Regions from separate parts of the Zea mays genome. Here region 1 is linked to region 2. Evidence: chromatin contacts called from public Hi-C data. All regions are on one chromosome and are shown on one strand. Each heading gives the region's core, a stretch centred on a gene start, on an enhancer-like site or on the middle of the called end of the contact. The rest is flanking DNA. Distances are from core to core; before and after follow the strand shown. Region 1 has its middle 7.1 kb from the start of LOC100282280. Region 2 holds the start of LOC100281529 (KANADI-like transcription factor FEATHERED).

What was found. A called contact is a pair of places that touch in the nucleus more often than the background predicts.
Region 1: a contact with region 2 is called in a Hi-C map of tassel, with 4 times the contacts expected there. The contact joins the enhancer-like site here to the promoter of LOC100281529 in region 2. A contact is called at or near these places in 2 of 25 Hi-C or Micro-C datasets (ear and tassel).

Annotation. Positions count from the first base shown.
Region 1 is chr10:78,949,925-78,952,624 of Zm-B73-REFERENCE-NAM-5.0, forward strand. No RefSeq gene overlaps it. Among protein-coding and RNA genes, the nearest start is that of LOC100282280, 7.1 kb to the right of the region's middle. Within about 2 kb of position 1,262, at least 17 of the 20 cell types and tissues checked have an H3K27ac peak or open chromatin away from gene starts, as enhancers often do. A contact at or near this core is called in ear and tassel, where this site is marked.
Region 2 is chr10:78,612,037-78,614,736 of Zm-B73-REFERENCE-NAM-5.0, forward strand. LOC100281529 (KANADI-like transcription factor FEATHERED) reads right to left here and starts at 1,420. Exons shown (of 6, transcript NM_001154447.2): 1 at 372-1,420; 2 at 72-148. The coding sequence starts at 942.

The DNA of each region.
Region 1 (2,700 bases), core at 12-2,511, 340 kb after region 2:
TGCTGACAGGACTTTCGCCGACACACATTGTCTGTCGCTAAAACTCTTTACCGACAGACTTTGCGACGCTATTTAGGTATTTTACCATCAGACAGTCCGTAGGCAATATTGTGTCATGGTGTAGTGCATGTTGAAACACCCAAAGTTCAGTACATGACAGCCATGCTGGTGAGCCTCTTAGTCTCATAGCAAATCACACACACAACATCGTTGCTTAGCCCCAAAAGAGTTCATCCATGCATCCCCAGATCCGATACCCTTGCATATGAGCTGACCAAAGGATTCCCGAGTGTATCTTGGCAGCAACACATGCAGCTTCTTCCATTCCTTGTATAATTAAACTACGTACCTAAGATTTCTCTACACTAGATACTTTAACAACAGTTCTAGCAAGTTCTCTTCAAGAATATAAAACACATATAGTAAAAGAATTGATGTCCGACGATCGATCACTCTAGAATTTTCGCTCATATATCAAGTAACTATAAGCAACCATGCATGTCTGACAAGCTTGAGACGTCCGGTTAGAAGAAGAATGCCGCCGCGTATCCGCCTGACAAGCTTGAGACGACACGGATCAAAAGACGTCCGGTCCTGGGGACAATAATGACAAGTTAGAAACTTTGTAGATGATTGATGGCAAGAATCGAAAGGCATGGATCAGCATGTTAGATTTGAGATTTAAATTTAGAAACTTCTATATTTAATGAACCAACATGTAGTACATATGTCGTCTATGTAAAAATCTAAAATCGAACATACAGACAGAAATAGATCATACAATAAACTGTCCGTTTCATCGTCTACAAACTAATTAATGCTTTGCATGTGGTTAAGATCAATCATGAATGTTGTTTGATATAAATTTCTAACTATATAGAGATATCTGGCAAAAAAATAGTTAAAGCAGTCGTCAGTTCCAATAATTCATTTTTGAACTAGAAAACGTCGTATATATATGAAAAAGCGGAGGGAGTATAATTATTCTGTTTCCATTTTTGAGGTAACAACGACTCGATTATATACTGTCCTTTATTATTCCTCTGAAAGCATCTTGATTCTCCTTGACCTCTTCTCTAGATTATTCTTCGCCCATTTGGTTTTCGCTTGTTCCTGATTCGTCTCGGAGATAATCCGGATGCTGCGCAGTAGTTGCGGGCCATAAGTTACTTGAGCCCATCAACTAATTGGGCTTAGTACAGGGCCTCACTACATCAATTGAGCTATTTTGAGCTTTGCTTTTACAGATAAGCCCAAAGGTAGAGTCGGGCCCGAATCGTCTGATAGATGTGTGCGTGCGTGAGAGGGATGGACTAATGGAGACACAGTAAGAGACGAGTCCGAGCATCTCAGTTCCAGTGGTCAGTGGATGAGGCCAGGGTCAATTTGGAACGGAAACGGTCCCACACGAGTGTCACGTCCAAAATGCAGTCACCATGGTCTCTCGAGTTTATCTGAAGAAACTAGTGCGTGAGTTGATTGGTAGTACAAGTAGGGATGCAATGCAAGTGGGCTTGTGCTCTGCACCAGGTTGTTATCCAGCAGCCTACAAGGCACAGATGTTGATCTCTGTTTAATCTTTACAAATTTAGTGATATAAATCTTGGATAAAAATTTCTGTTGCATACACAATCGGTATCAGGCCATCCCAGGATTGGTGGTTCTCTATGCTAAAGCACGACAGACGCACCAAACCAACATAAAATTATTTAGCCTTGTAACAACAAAATGCTTGAGCTAATCTTTGCACATTTCTCTTCTTCTTTTGCAGGACCACAAGGATACCGGTGTGCTCACCAACCAGATTTGTGAACACCATACAAAATTTATCACATGATCATAAGGATGCTATAAAAACAACTGTCCTTGGAAGAGGGTGAAGGTCCAGGAGTTCACGTCCTTGGTGCTGTCCACACAGTACCTGTCAAGCTTGGGGAACTGCCTCTTGCAGTATGTCCGTGACAGATTCCGCTCCCTGGCTGCAAATTATATCCACATTGTCCTGATATGTTATAGTTTGAAAGCTGTCTCCACGTTGTGCGGATTCTGCAAATTATCAGTAAATTCTTTAGTGTTATAGCTTGGACCTTTTTCGGGTACTTGATGAAATGATAGTTAAGAATTAGCTCTGAAGAATTTTGATACAAGTCCAGCCATAAATTCTACAATATATTGGGAGGCGCTCGAACACAAGTTCTCTGCCTCAGACGCTGGGCGCGAGCTGTATGTGATGGACGAGTACCATGACTTTATAATGGTTGATGGTAGTTATGTCGTGGAATAGGCTGATGGGTTCCAACTTATTGTAAGGGAACTCGAATAACATGGACATGTCTTGCCTGATAAGTTTGTAGCGGGTGGCATAATTGCCAAGTTGTCTTCATCAAGGAGGAACTTAGCTACAACTCTGATTTCCGTTGAGGATTTGTCGACTAATCTTGATGTGGAAAAGAAGGCGTGGGCAAAAGATGGTCCAAAAGCACCCGAAGGGTAGTCTAGCGCCAACATGATGCAACATGCTGGAAAGAAGAACTATAAGCCCAATCAGAATACTCAATTCAAAAGGAAGAAGAAGATGAACATGGATGAGGTTGTGTACTTTGCTTCCGGTGAGAATGGGCATTTGGTCAAGAAGTGCAAGAACCACAAGAATCGGTCAGGACATAGAAGAAGGATCCTTCCACGGATGATGGATGGGAG
Region 2 (2,700 bases), core at 170-2,669:
GAAATGTAAAATATAGGAGGTGTAAATTGTTAAGTTGTGTGAGAAGAAGACGAAGGATCGGATCGGAGTACCTGCAAGTGAGACTTGACATGAGCCAGGGTGAGATCCTTCACGTCCATGAGCTCAAGAACTGACTTGGGTGTTGCCCCTGGTAGTTTACCATCATGCACAAGAACAAGCAAAATCGTCAGTTGACGATGAGGACAGATCATACTCATGGATGAACGCATCAAGAAGAAGAACGAAGAAGAAATGGAGGAACACAAGAAAGGTAGCTAGCTAGCTAGCTAGCTAGAGAGACAAGGTTGCAAGGGCAGATGCATGTCATGTGCATGGGGCGATGGACCCGGAACCGGAAGAGGGCAACGTACTTTCGTGGCCGCCGAGGAGCTCGACGGCGTGCACGAAGCGCGCGTGGAGCGTGGACGTCCAGCGCATGCGCGGCGCCCTGGCGGCGCGCTTGGCCGCCGTGGGGAACCCGGCGACGACGCGCGTCCCGACGCCGCACCCGGCGCGGCGCCAGGCGCCCGCGGCGACGTGGCAAGGCTCGCAGAAGCACGGGCCCGCCGCCCCCGCCGCGTGCGGCGGGAACGTCGGCGGCACCGCGTGCGTGTGCGGGTGCTGGTACAGCGGCACCCCGCGTATGGGCCGCAGCATGGCGGCGGCGTCGGGGTGGTAGTAAAGGCCGCCGGCGGCCCCCGCGGCGGCGGCGGCGTTGGGGGGCATCGGCATCGGCATTGGCAGCGGCATCGGCATGGGCAGCTGCAGCGACGGCGCCATGGCCACCGCCGGGTTGCCAGGGATCCCGTTGCCACCGCCGCCTGCGGCTGCCGCGAGGAACCTGGCGCTGAGGGCGGCGCCGTGGTGGTGGTCGTGCGGCGTGGCGCTGGCGGGGAGGCCGATCTGGAGGGAGAGGTCCGGCTGGGAGGGGAAGAGCTCCATGGGTCGATCACACACACACTCTCTCTCTCTCTCTTGCAATCCCTTTGCAACTACACTCTACACTTAGCTTGTTGCAGACGAGCGAGTGACAAAGAGCGCTGTCTTTCTCCTTTCCCTCTCGCCCGTTTCTTTGTCTGTGGAACGAAACTTGTGGTGGCTTGAGCTCAGCTAGCTAGAGGGATGGACGGGGGGATGCTGTCCTTTTCTAGAGAGTGGGGGGTGTAGAGAGAGAGAAAGACAAGGGGTAAGAAGGTAAAAGCTAGAGAGAGAGAGAGATGGGCAAAGCGTAGTTTACTATGGAGGGAGGGGGGGTGGATGATGAGTTAATGATGGGAGGGCAGCAGTAGACCTGAGCACTGAGCAGCAACACCCTGTTGGGCTGGGCATGGCGGACACAGAGACAGAGGGTAGCTAGCTACTAGCTAGCTTTTCTCTCTCTCCCCATGACTGGACGACGACGACAGAGCTGGAAGAAGATGACAGTTTGAATGGCAGGGCAGGGGGCGGATTGCTGCATTTGCTTGCTTAAGGAAGGGGGTAAAGAGATATTCCAACCCACCACTTTTGCATTCGCATGGCAGCCCTGCTTGCATGAACAAAAGGCCTTTTGGATCATCGTGGGGTGAGAGCTCAGCTGCTGCCTAATTGTTGCGTGACTGCTGGGGTTGTTGGCACATGTTTTTCTTGCTAGCTAGCTTGCAAGTCAGCAGAAACCTCTTGCCTGTCTATTCATCATGCAAACTAAAACTAGTTTGTTTGTTTGTTTATCTGCATTGGATTAATGGTGTTTATCAGCACCGTATAATATTTGCTTCATCGAACAACGTACGCCAATGCTGCGTACGTTTTGTGCGAAAGGGCCATGTAGCCTTTTTTTATTTGCTGTTTCATTCAACCCTGTTTGCATATCCATGACAAACATTTGACGACTTTGCTTCAACCGGTTGCCCTGTCCTCCCAGCCCAGGCCTCAGTTTCAGTGCGTGATGAACTCCAGTTAGGTGGCTGTTGGTTTGTATACATAATATGGGTCTTCTCACTTTTCTGCGAGCTTCTTGTCAAAGCTAGCTGAGGGGGTCATTGTTCATTGTTCAAATGCTTTCTATATATATGCTCTAAATCGTTTTACCATTTTCTCTAGTGTATATAGAAGTCTAGTAATTATATATATATGTAGATATATATAGCAAAAACTATAAATAAACCTACAAAAGCATGCAGCTAGTTGATGAATTAATTTGTTAGGGTTTTTTATGGAAAAAAACTGTTGCAGGTTTTTTAAGACACTCTATTGAACACACAAACTTTGTTTTGTGTGTACACCTGACGGATGGATGCACAAGTAGCACGTACGTACGTAGGCGCAGCAGACAGCTCCTCACTTATGTCGTGTACGTACTTGGTATTCAAAGACTACTCGCAAAAGTTCATAACGCGTCATGCAATGGAATCAGTAGTAGCGTGAGTACTGAGCAATAATTCCCTGTGTTTGCTCTGTACCGGATGGCTACATACTTCTCTAGAGTAAAATATATGACCACTAAACCAAACCGAACTCTAGAAAGTTAGTCATAGGAAGTTAACTAAACCGTCAGAAGTTAAGTGACTTCGATCCGTCGGAAGTTGAGCTCCGTGAAAAATTTGGTCGAAAGTTAGCTTAACTTCTTAGAGCTCTCTAAAAAGTTAGCTAAATTTCTAGAGCCAACTCTCTAAATTTGGCAGTGTGTCATATGAGTTCCTAAGCTTTCATTAGTACACT